Linked DNA regions of Mus musculus: region 1 is linked to region 2. Evidence: chromatin contacts called from public promoter capture Hi-C data. All regions are on one chromosome and are shown on one strand. The core of a region is the stretch at or near the end of the contact, and the rest is flanking DNA. Distances in the headings are between cores, read along the strand shown.

Region 1 (5,971 bases), core at 1,174-3,673, 260 kb after region 2:
CAATCAGGACAGCTTCCCTAAGTGCCTAAGCAGCAGCAAGTAGCCAGCAAGAGGCAGGGTGGGGAGGTGGGGGCTGTAGAGGCCAGGGGACAGTTTTCCTGTGAGGAAGCTTTTTCCATTGTGAGGGTGAAAGAACACAGAATGGTTCCTTTTGAGACCATTGCTGGTAGAAGGGAAGGTTTGGTTCCCCAGTGTCCTATAATCCAGTAAAGAAACAATCTGGCCAAAGCCGACTGGGGCTGCTGCATTCTTGGTGTGTGCCCTGTAGACAGCATCTGGCCCAGGAGGGTCTGGAGAAGTCCACCAGGACTATGCTGGGTGGGACCTAAGGAGGCAGCTGACCTGCAGTACCCAGGGCCCAGGAAGCACAAGGCTTCTTGATCCTCAGCAAGACAGATCCCCCCCCCCTTCCAATTCCAACCATTTGCATATTATTGAACCCAACTTCGCAGACTTATGCAAGTAGCCAGTTAAGCTTATACTAAGCTGTGATCATTCCCAGACATACATGTGATGTACTGTCACTACACAGGTCACCCTAGGTGACAAAGGGTACAGTTAGCCCATTCACAGATGTCTGAACAGAAACAGGTAACACAGTGACCCGCAGCAGTAGCCACACTCAGGGCATTTGTTGACTTGACTGGTCTTTCTGGAGTTCCAGAGCACTCATCTTTCCTTTACTGCTAGGAGAATCCTTCCTGACTCTGACATCGTCGACCCAGCAGGTTCCCTTCAGCCAGGTGTGCTCGTGCCACACATTCTCTCGGATGGACCTACCTCCACCAAAAAAACCCTGTTCCAACCTAGCTTCTTGCCTCTCTTTGGCACTGTTAATGGTGTTGCTACAAGGGACTGTGGAGTATATCTACTGGAGTTCCCCACTTCTGGCTCTGCTCTCTGTACCCCCATGGCAGCCCAATAATGGCACACTGATCTGGGCCAAGCACCTCTTGCTTCGATAGGCTGGGTACCTCTCCTCATCATTCTGAATTCCTTACTTTGGCTTCCCACCTCCTAAGCTGCTTTCATAGAGAGCAGAGTTCAAGCATGGGCCTCCTTTTCCATATATATAATAAGATGTTACAACTGGACCCCCAGAAGGAAGCCACTATGTAGTACCCCAATTTTGCCGCTACTCTAGTAACACTTGGTCAACAGACATGGCAGCTCATGCTTTGTTTTAGACAGGGTCTCATGTAGCCCAAGATGGCCTCCAACTCTGTAGCCAAGGATGGTGCTAGACTCCTGATCCTCCTGCCTCTGCACACTCCAAGCTGGGCTCACTGGTAACTTTTAGCTTCAGTTTGTGTCCTCCAACCTTCCCAACTGTCTCTAGTTACCCAAGATGCTGGTGAGCAATTTGGAAGTTGGGCTAGGAGAGAGAACTGGCAGATGGAGGAGCAGATTGTGTTCACATCCTGAATTAGCTCAGAATCCCATGGTACAGTGGGTAAAGTGGAAGACAGCCTGGTTCCTGGCCCAACCAATTCCAGTCCAGATAGCAACTGGAACCACAGTTTGCCGAGGCCAGTGGTAGAGGTTCTCACTGTAAGGTTAGCAGAAGAGGCAACCAGCACCTTTGCAATCAGAGGGCCCCGCACCTAGACTCTGAACTGCCAGGGCTGGAGTTCCCATCTGGAAAAGGATACAAGCCACCATACCCAGTTAGAAGGGAATTAACAGTGTGCCCAACATCTTGCTACTCTAGAGACCAAGTGCCCAGCACTGTCTTCAAGTCTCCAACTGGCAGCATGGTCACTTTAAGCACTTTCCCTTGAAGGTCTTGGACCAGGTGACAAAGGTCCCACATCCTGCCTCACCATGTGTGACATCAACTCAAAATGGTCTTCCAGGTTCATTTTCTGAGTTTAAAAGGAACAGGTAAACATTTGTTCTCTTTTAATGTGAAACTATGTCAAAGGTGTTTTTTTTATGACTTTCTAGCAATGGTTCCAAAGAAGGATATTTTTAAAAAACCAGATTGCTAAGAGTGGCCATAAGGTGCAAGGATAATGGCGTCCCCAAGTCATTCTTTACTCTTGGTACCTTCAGAGGAACAGGAGTGGTCACAGGAGATCAGGAGACAGTAAGTAATGTCCATTAGAACACGTCAAAAGGCACATTGTTCCCTGTGAAGACCCCACTCCAGTGCTTCCTGCTCATGGCGAATGCCAAAGTGAGGCATTCTAACCCAGCCCCGAGAGCACTAACCCAGGCACCCCCCAGCCCCGAGCGCACCCAAACACCTGCTGCCTTCAGCTTAGGCCACACTGAGACGCAGCTCTCCAGACTGATCAGAAATAGTCTGTTTGCTTTCATGAGTCTGCTTTACTGCATTTTCAACTTGGGCCTTGCCTGGAACAGGCACATACACATTGAAGAATGCACTTTGGTACTGTGTTAATCATCCATCAATCATCCCACTTGATTCCATACCATTCCTTTGTGGTAAAAGCATCCCTGACAGGGCATACCTTGTCCCAAGTCCCTCTATCAAAAGGCTCTTTAGGAGTCAAGGGGATACAGACAGCAGTGGCAGCCCACCAAGATCCAGGGCCCCTTCTCCAATTCTAATGTAAACAGGTTGAATAAACCACAATCATCAGACCACAAGGAGCTGTAACAGGTGGCCTAAAGCCAACAGACAACCATTCTATTTCTAGGTGGAAAGGTTTCCCTCCTGGCTCTTAGGACAACTATATTTATACAGTTATAAGTAAACAGTGTTATCAGGTAGAAAAAAAAACAAACATAGTTGGCATTTCAGCTAGTTATTTCCCGTCTTGCATAGTCTGTCTGCTTGCTTTGCTGGTGGTTATGCCTGAGCAAACTGGGATCTGCTGGGCTCCACTGAGGCTCGGTTTGGAGGGCAGGTAGCAGCTAGAGAGACCCTGGCTGCAGCTGCAGGTATCTGGAACCACGTTGAAGCTGCTCCCGGCCCAGCTTGACATCCGAAGGCTGAACTGTCTGTGCCTCAAACGCAGCACTGGGAAGGGCATGAGCAAGTCTGGCCTTAGCATGGCCTTGTCTAACTCCTCCTAGACCCAAGACTCCGAAGAGTGAGGGAGTGAGGGACCTCAGAGTCTAGGGTCAGCTCTCGTGTGGTGTAAGTTCCCACACTCCTGGCAACAAACTTAGGAAACACAAGAGTGCATTTTCCCCCTCAGAAAAAATCCTGCCAATACACAAAGCTGTCTACTCATGGGGACATGGCACTTTTTCCTCCATCCTGTATGACTAAAAATTGGTAACCTCTGTGTACCTCCAAGTCTCTTCCACAGAACAATCCTCAGAATGCTACCATGGATAACAATCTGGGAAATGTGCATCTCTGTCATCTCTGCCCCTGCCCACCCCCCACCAAAAAAAAAAAAAATTCTGTGCAGCAGCCTCATCCTCAAATCCTGCTGCGTTCTAAGAACTCCAGCTCCATCCATCCTAAGGGCTCAGTCTAAAGAGGACTGTACGGCTGGTGAGGAAAGGGCTGGCTAAGGAAGGGTTAGGACCCTATGGAGTTTGAGTGAAAGAAACCGCCAAGGCTGTTAATTAAAACCACAGCTACTCCAACCAAAATCTCACCAATGACTTAAATCACACTACGGGGTACCCCCTACTAAGTACTTTATATAGTGTGGGTGTATTCAGGAGATACAGGTATTTCTTAACTGAAGAAAACAGAAGAAACAAACATCATAAAACCTGTCATTTGGATGTCCCCTTCACAAACCACATAACTTTCACAATTATTTGGGCCCTGGAGCACTACAGTGGGAACCAGAGCTGTGGGTCTTCATTTAAAGGTAGGGGTTGATGCTGGTCCAAATTTAACCCAATGATGGGCTAGCTAGCTATCCCTACTGGCTCTCTGCTTCAATGACAAGCTAGAAAGAAAGCCCAGTCACTGCCACTGTCAGCTTGGGATGCACTAGGAGGTCACTCAAGTGAAGGACAGGCTTTGTCAGGGCGATCCAGACTTGACTCCTTTCTTGGGATTTGAGCTAAATGCAGCCTTTGAACAGGGGAGACTAGTCTATAATCACTGCAGGGAAAATCCATTCTTCCTTGGGAAAATTACTTAGGAAAAAGCAGAGTTAATCAAACTCAGAAATACTGATAAGGTATAGAAAATGTGAGTGATCTGCTGAGCCAGATCTCCTGAACAGGAACATTGTAGAGCATTGCCAGGGATGGAACGGCCTTTCAAAGTTCATGGATATACTCTTGGGTCAAGCGCATCCATGCACACTGCACTACACATGGCCCAGCACAGGGTGGCAGGTCTAAGAGCTCAGAAGTGCCTTCTGAATGAACACAGCCTCCCTCACTAGCCTCCCATTTTAGTCAGTGGCCAGTTTGTAATCAGACAATAACTAAATAGCTTTAATTTTTGAGGGGCATTTTACCTTAAAAAAAAAAAAGACTTAAAAAAAAAAAGTACTTCTTCCATAATCAAAGAATTTTTTTTTAAATAAATGAGGTCAGTTAGGAAGGATTTCTAGTCAAGTCTCAGGCAGACTTTTTTCTTTCTTTCTTTTCTTTTATTTAAAGAGGCAACTAAGGGCCCGAGGCCAGAGGCTGGGTGCTGGCAGAGTACTAAGGGCCCGAGGCCAGAAGCTGGGTGCTGGCAGAGTACTTCCCGACTTGATACCAGCACATCAGGCCCAGATGATTTAGATGACTTCTTCAAACAGGTATAAGGGTTCCCCTCTAGAGAAGGGCTACCAAGCCCTCTTGAGGCATAGCACATCTCTTGGATTCCCCATCAGAAAGACTTAGCCTCCTGTCTCTCCTAGTTTCCTCTTTGCACACACACTAAGGAGCACAGCAGAATGTGGGCAGTGTGCAGGTCGCTAGGACTGCAGTGACTGCAGCTAGTTCTAGCTGTAAAAGGATGTCTTCCACTCAAGCTCACCAGCCTCCCAAGCGTTCTCTTCCCTGGTCCATTTTCTCCTATGGGATCCCCATCAGCAACTGTAGCTGCAATGGACTTCAGTCAAACACCAAGATGGGGAATTCTCAGAAATGAAGTGTTCAGGTTTCACTGAGTTTGAGAGCATCTTGTATGCAGATACGTTAGTAGTTTTTCCATTTTCAAGGGTAAGCAAACTAAAGAATAAGCCACGCCTTCCCAACATAAACTGTTTTGCCTCTATTTCAAGGGCCACTGCTCTCAGCAGGAATTATGGGAAAGAACACTGTCTACAGTCCTTGGGGTCTCCCTGGGGGGTGGGGTGGGGTACAGAGGGACAGCCCAGTGTCTGCAACACTCACTCAGCAGCAACAGCACCTGAGCCCACACTTGTTGCCACTGCTGCGCACTCTACTCAAGGTAGTCACTAGGGGCAGGGGAATATTTAAAATATATATCTTTCATCTATTAAAATATTTTATCTTCTTACCAAAACCAAAAATTAATTCCAACTGAAAGTGTTTTTCTAAGCACTAGTGACATATAAAAGGGTGGCAAGTGGAAAAATAAGTGTCTTTAAAGCTACCCAGTAAGCCTAGCCTTCCAATAATAATTACTAAGCTCATAAAGGAAATACATGACTTGGTAGACATTTCTAAGTTTTCTCTAATGGGATTTTCCGGTGTCCGCAGCCGGGGCCAGCTCTCCTCCCTGGGGTGCTGGCCTGCCTTCCCGCAGCCCTGAAAAGCCCTAAGTTGCCTAGGATGGGGAGTAAAGCCGTGTGAGTATAAAGTAATGAGACTATTTCATGTTTTAAAAACACACACACACTCCAGACTCACACAGTTCCTGCCAGAGCAGCCTCTGAAGCCACCTTGCTAATGGCCACCTTACACATCAAACATTCCTGCGAACAGTCAACTATGAGCTGCAGAGAAATTAAGTTCTGTCTGCTTCAAGGGACATAGTGCTTGGGAGTCCACATCCTTCTTCCCACCTTCAGAAGCTTCAACCAGTTTCTGTCTAACTCCAAATCTGAAGTTCTCTCTTCTAGAATTC
Region 2 (6,088 bases), core at 1,368-3,867:
CAGCCTGATTTATTGATTGCCATCTTCTAACTTCTAATATTCTTTCCTTCTTCCTTTCTCTTTTATTTTATTTTATTTTATTTTATTTTATTTTATTCTTTTCTTTTCTTCCTCCTTCTTCTTCTTCTTCTTTTTTCCTGACACAAGATCTTTCTGTGTAGTTCCAGCTGTCTTGGGGACCTAGGACACTTTAATGACCTCATTCCTTCACCTCTTCCCTTGAATGTCCCACCCTGGCTGTTGGTAGGGGCTCCTTGTACCCACCCACCCTGCCTGCTCTGCTGTCACCTCAGGATGAGCATGAAGGAAGGTGTGTGGGTGATGCTGGCCAGTCCCGCCCCCAGGCTGAACAGGACAATGAAGGGCAGCACCAGGCGGCTGCAGGCTGACTCACAGGAACCTGCAGGAACAGTGCCATTCCCTGCCACACAGCTGCAGTTGGTGTAGAAGACCTGGGGTGAGGAAAAGGAGAAGAGCCTTCAGGGGCCTCCAAGGGTAGTAGCCAGCCAAGGGCCTGGGCCTAAGGCCTGAGAGCTCCCAAGTTTCTACAGCCAGTAAGGCAGAGCTGGCTGGAGCCCCAGACTCTGACCATTGGTTGATCTGTGATCATTTGAGTCAAGTAAGGTGCCTGGAGACAGTCTGACTGTGCTCACACACTGAGACAGTCTGACTGAGGCACAGCTGTGAGGCAGACACTGTCTCTCTGCCAGTACTAGTGTGTTTGATGGTAGCCTGCAGAACTTCCAGCCAGGGATCAACTAATAGGTGGTCTTACCACCACTGTCCTTAGGTAGCTGTCCTGAGTGAGTCCAGCAAGCTGGGCTTTTTTTCCCTTTCCTATTGTTCAAAGTGTCTATGTGTTTGTTTATTTATTTGTGTGTGTGTGTGTGTGTGTGTGTGTGTGTCTGCACGTGTGCGCATGCGCACGCGCATATGTAAGTGTAGGTACCCACAGAGACCAGAAGAGTGTGTCAGATCTTCAGAGTGGAGTTACAGGTGGCTGCAAGCTGCCAGCCATGGATGCTGGGGACTGAGCTCGGATCCCCTGCTGGAGCTGTCCACTCTTTACACTCGTAAACGTTGAGCCATCTTTGCAGCACTAGGTCAGACCTGGACAATTGGACCATAGTTACTGGAAGCCACAGCCAGCTGGGCAGGGATTGGTGAACTGCTGGCTAGGGTACCTGGAGACCCCTGGGCCTCTTGCTTCTTACTACAGAAAAAAAAATTCTCTGACAATTCTCAGCATGAGAAGGGTTGAGAAACCCAAGGTAGCATTTTGAAAGGATTTAAGCTCAGTGGCTACTGGGATGAGCAAGCAGAAGTTCCCACTGTCAGGGTGCATGGGGAAAGACTTTTGAGGCGAAGTATTTAGGAGATAGAACTAATGAAAGAAGAAAGATAGGATGGCAGAGGGAGGGGCCACTGGGATGTCCACCTATTGCCATGCAGAGCTGCTAGGTATGGCCAGGCTGTACTGGCAGAACTCTAAGCCCTCGCAGCGCTTCACATATGTAAGGAGTGGCCTTTAGGCTTCAGTTACATGCGGAGCAGCCCGCTGAGCTGCAGACGCCCTGGAGTCAGGTCATGGAAAAACATGCCAAAGCAGAGGACTGGCAGGTAGCTCCAACACTGCTCCTTTGCTTGGAAGGACAGCTGGGGTGGACACCAAGGCTGGACACTGCTTTCTAGATTCTTCTCCAAGCTTTCCTCATAGGCATCTATGTCCATGGTGGGAGGTCCTCACAGACGTCTCCAGTCTCCCCCACAGGGATGACTTTGCCTTATAAGCCTGAGATCTTACTCTGTCTCTACCTGAGTGCACCTTGGGCATGGACCAGCCCATTCCTGGGCCCAGGTTCTTATGATGAACCAAGGAGTTACATGTGACAAGAGCCAATCAACCCCAGGCTGGAAAGAATCCCTGAGCGCTGACCCTCCTGAGTGGTGGATCCTCTGAATCCAGTGCAGGCTTCGGACCAGAGACCTTGATTCTAGTCCCAGCTCTGGTATAAGACCTTGGGCACTGCTTAGTCCTTTCCCAGGCCTTCATTTATTATCTATACAATGGGCATAAAAAAAGTAAGTGCTTAAAATCTCCTAGGAACTGTGGCTTTTCTGCTTCCTTGCTAGTAAACTCACCCGGTAAACCACTCAGTGCAAGACCTGGGTGGGGAGGGAAGTCTAGCAAGACACACAAAGTGTGTGTTCCTAAAATCTCTACATATGCTGCTGTCCTGCCTAGAAAGTCCTCCCATCCCAAGCCCTTATTTTCCTAATGATCCCGGAAGATCTGTCACAGATGGTGCTTCTTTTGGGGCCCTCAGAGACCCTCCCAGATGGGCTGTGTCCCTTTCCACGCTTGTATGTACTGGTAGGGACCACTTCTGTCCATCTGTAGCCTGGAGTTCCTGTGGGTCATTTCCTCAAGCAAGCTAGCAGCTGGGAGCTCAGGCTCACCTCCCTGAGCCCTAGCTGGCAACGAAACTTGTTGACAGAACGGGGCTCTGCACTTGCCAAAGCAGAGGAACGAGGCAGAGACAGAGGGAAAGCAAGAGGTTCAGAGTGACAGGCAGCATGTGTGATAGGAGGAGTAGGGTGTGTGGGAGGTTGGCCTTACCTGGCTTTTGCCCAGAGCCTCCTGGACGACACGACCTGTGCAGCCTGCATGGCAGGGTGTGGTGTACTCCACATAGGCACTGGTATCACAAACAGGGTTAAAGTCATCTGATTGGCAGGAGCAGGGCTCTGAGCAGCCAGGAAACAGGCTTGGCCCTGGCTGGGCACTAGACAGAGAAGAGGCAAATGTGTTTGGCTGGGCTCTCTTCTCTCAGGCCTCTGGCTGAAGCCTGGCTCCTACTCTGAGAGGAGTGGCCAGTGATTTCAGCTGCAGCTGTTCCCTGAGGGAGAACCGCTTAAGGAACTTTCCTGATGGGGGAGTGAGGAGTCTGGGCTGTGGAGTGCCCTTTCAACCCTGGATTCTACATGTCTGGGAGCTTCTGCAAATATTCCTGTATTTGGATGGAACACAATTGAAATCCCTTCCAGAAGTGAGTGTCAGATGAAGGGGCCATTCTCTCTTTGAGCTGAATTGTTACTTTGTCTCAGCCAAGGACAGCTGCGGTGGGCCCTGGCAGGAGATGGAGCAGCTGTGGGGCCTCTAACCTATGCCTTCCTCCCTGCGGGACGGTAATTTCTCTGTAATCTGGGCTGGGGTTCCCTTCTCACTGTCGCTTTCCTGAAGTCTCACGACCTCTGTGGTCATTCTCCTGTCCTGCTCACAGTGTCAAGTGCCCCCACCAGAGGACCTGCCCCAGGATCCCAGGCGTGCTCTACCCTAGCTGGAGAACTGAGGTTGGATAGGAGCTGGAGCTAGAAGAGAGGCTGAGTCTAAAGGGGTGAGCACCCTGGGTTGGGGGCTAGAGAACAGCTTTGGGACATAGGCTGTAGCCTGGCTTTCATGCCAGGAGGAAACACAACACCCTTGCCAGGTGACACCGTATCTTCAGTAAAGTGGGTCTATCAACAGAAGCGATTATAGAGATCTCATGGAGACTCAGAGGAACACAAGAGGGAAACTCCATTGGCCTCGGAAAGCCTCAGTGAACTAGAACTTGGAGCGCATCAATTATAAGATCTTTGGTGAGAATATGGGTGAGATGCGATGTCAAGACTGAGGGAGGAGGGGAGAAAGAAGACACAGGCAAGCAGGATGGCCTGAGACCAGTTGAGTGAACTGGGGAAAGTCCCTATTCCTGTACAACTAGTGTCATGGACACCTGCCCAGAGCCAGGGCCTCTTACACACTCAGCAGGCTCAAGGCTCCCCCACCTCACCCCACCCCACTCCACCCGCGTGTGCTTCATAAAGTCTCCATGCAGTCTTTCTAATGGGTTCTATCATTGCCCCTTTGCTTAAAATCCCCACTGACTTGACATGAAACATAATTGCTCAGGCTTGGGGCTTCCTGTGGGCCCATAGGGTGTGGCCCGTACACAGAAGGCCCTACTCCAGACAGCCTGGCTCTTAGAGAAAAGAAGGAATGGAGTCAAGTGATGAGGGTGGGGTCCAAGTGTCTTGGCCCTGAGCTGAGTCCTCCGAAGTCACGTGAGAGAGGGACCAGGTGAGGAAACCTGGCACTTGAGTGGGGGAGGCTGTGCCAAGGGGGAAATTCTAGCTGGGTACTGGGCCAAACAAAGCTTAGTACATCTTCCAGTTAAAATGAGGTCACCGTAGGAAGAGGCAAGGTTTCTTAACCTCGTCTGCCTTCTTGAGGGGGACTGCCCAGTTCCTTGTTCACCTGCTTTTTGAAACCAAGGCATGGAGCTTGTCCCTTCTTGGGCAGACCTAATTTCATCTGGGAACAAATGTCTCTCTCAGGCTATGCTGGGTCCTGCCTCCTATGCGTGGCGTCCATTCCACTTCTGCGGGCCCGCAGGTCTCAGCCTCCCTGGAAATACTATCCCGCAACTGGCTGCACCCTGGCTCTTCCCAGGCCTCCTGGCCTTGGTGTTCCATCCATGCCTCTTCTGTGGCATTGGGTGCCTACCAGTGACCACTGCTTGCTTGTACCTGAGCCCAGAAAAGGGCTTGCATAGGGCTTTGTAGGCACTGGGGGAGGGGGAGGGGGAGGGGATACACTGTGTATGGGGGGGAGGGAGGGCGGGTAGGAGAGGTAGGTGGCTCACTGACCTATCCTCACCACGCACCTTCCCATGTGCATGCCCACTCACCCCAGGTCTTGTGTGATGCCTGCAATTTGATGGGTAGAGCAGCCAATGAAGAAGAGCGGCACGCTGAAGAGCAGACACAACAGCGAGCCGAGGAGGCAGAGGGCACTGCACTGCACCGGGCTCAGGTGGAGGCGCTTGACTAAGACACCTCCCATCATGATGCCCACGATGACCAGAGGGATAGTGAGGCAGCCAAGGAGCATGTTGGCAAAGGAGGCTGTGATGGAAAACTGGCGTTCCAGGAACTTAGGCAGGAAGGTGGCCATGCCCGCTACCATGGATGAGGTGCACACCTGGGACAGGACTACCAGCAAGAAGATGGGGTGGCGCAGATTCCGCAGCAGCACCCTAGGGAAGACTGTCGGGACAAGCGGGAAGGAGGTCAGCGTGGGCAGCCAGCCACAGTATCCACATCTGTCCAGCCCGCCCCATCTGTTCCGTTCTCTCTCTTCCATTCCGTTTAAGTCTAGCGTGTCCCATGCTATCACATTACGTTGGACTCTTTTCCCGTCCTGCTCTAGTTTTGAAATTCTCCTCACGCCTTTCAGTTCAGAGTTACGTGGGAGTTTATTAAATGTGTTTATTTCTGTTCGGGTCTGTTTGAGTCGAGTCTACTTCCCTCCATCTCATTTGGGTCTATTTCATTCACTCCGTCTCATTTCAGCCCCCCCCCCCATTTCTATTAGATTGTTCTCCCTCCCTCCACTCCCACCGGGTCCTTTCCATCTTGTCTTGCTCTTTTGAACCAGCCTGGGCTTGGGTCTTTCCTTCTTTGTCCTTAACTCAGATGCCCACTCCTGCCCTGATGCCTCTCGGCTAGAGTGTGTTTCCTGAGAGCATTGTACCGAACCAATTGTACATTTTATTCATTTAGCCGTTTTATTGCCAGCTCACCCCCATTTTATTTCAGAGTAGTAATTTTTACAGTATCAGTTGCTTTATCTCTAGAGCCCAGGGCACACTGGTCATTTTGTCAAAACGTTGTAAATACTGTTTAATGGATGAGGACTGGATCAAATGTCCAAACGCCGGGGGCAGAGAATCTCAGGTCTCCAGAGAAAATGAACCCTGGGCAGCCGTGGGCCAGGAGGCTCCCTGGATGTAGGACAGAGCTAGGACCTAGAGAACAAGGGGACTTGGAGAGGAATTCCTAATGGGATGTGGGCAGGAGAGCAGGCTGGAGACAGGCAGTAATCATGACTGTTCTGGCGTTGGGGACCTCCCTAGGATCTGGGTAGATCTGGAGTCCTACCTCAGTGCCTTGTTCAGGCTGCCCTTCCTAAAAGTGCTAAACCTTTGAGCTCAGAATAGTTGGTAAATCCCTCCCTTCCTTCCTGGGTTCCGTGTTCGGGCGA

Evidence for each region. Promoter capture Hi-C pulls out the DNA fragments that hold promoters and counts their contacts.
Region 1: a contact with region 2 is called in a promoter capture Hi-C map of the C10 cell line. The contact joins two enhancer-like sites. A contact is called at or near these places in 5 of 39 promoter capture datasets (the C10 cell line, cranial neural crest, embryonic stem cells and 2 more), 2 of 115 datasets of contacts at active chromatin or transcription factors (double positive thymocytes and stem cell-derived neural progenitor cells) and 1 of 9 other capture datasets (embryonic stem cells).

The regions. Positions count from the first base shown.
Region 1 is chr7:99,917,943-99,923,913 of GRCm38.p6, forward strand. It overlaps Rnf169 (ring finger protein 169), which reads right to left. Exons shown (of 6, transcript NM_175388.3): 6 at 2,312-5,971. Among named protein-coding and RNA genes, the nearest start is that of Gm5115, 12 kb to the right of the region's middle. Within about 2 kb of position 2,424, at least 8 of the 459 cell types and tissues checked have an H3K27ac peak or open chromatin away from gene starts, as enhancers often do.
Region 2 is chr7:99,662,159-99,668,246 of GRCm38.p6, forward strand. Slco2b1 (solute carrier organic anion transporter family, member 2b1) reads right to left here. Exons shown (of 14, transcript NM_001252530.1): 9 at 4,734-5,091; 10 at 2,621-2,786; 11 at 289-452. Among named protein-coding and RNA genes, the nearest start is that of Gm25409, 11 kb to the left of the region's middle. Within about 2 kb of position 2,618, at least 96 of the 459 cell types and tissues checked have an H3K27ac peak or open chromatin away from gene starts, as enhancers often do.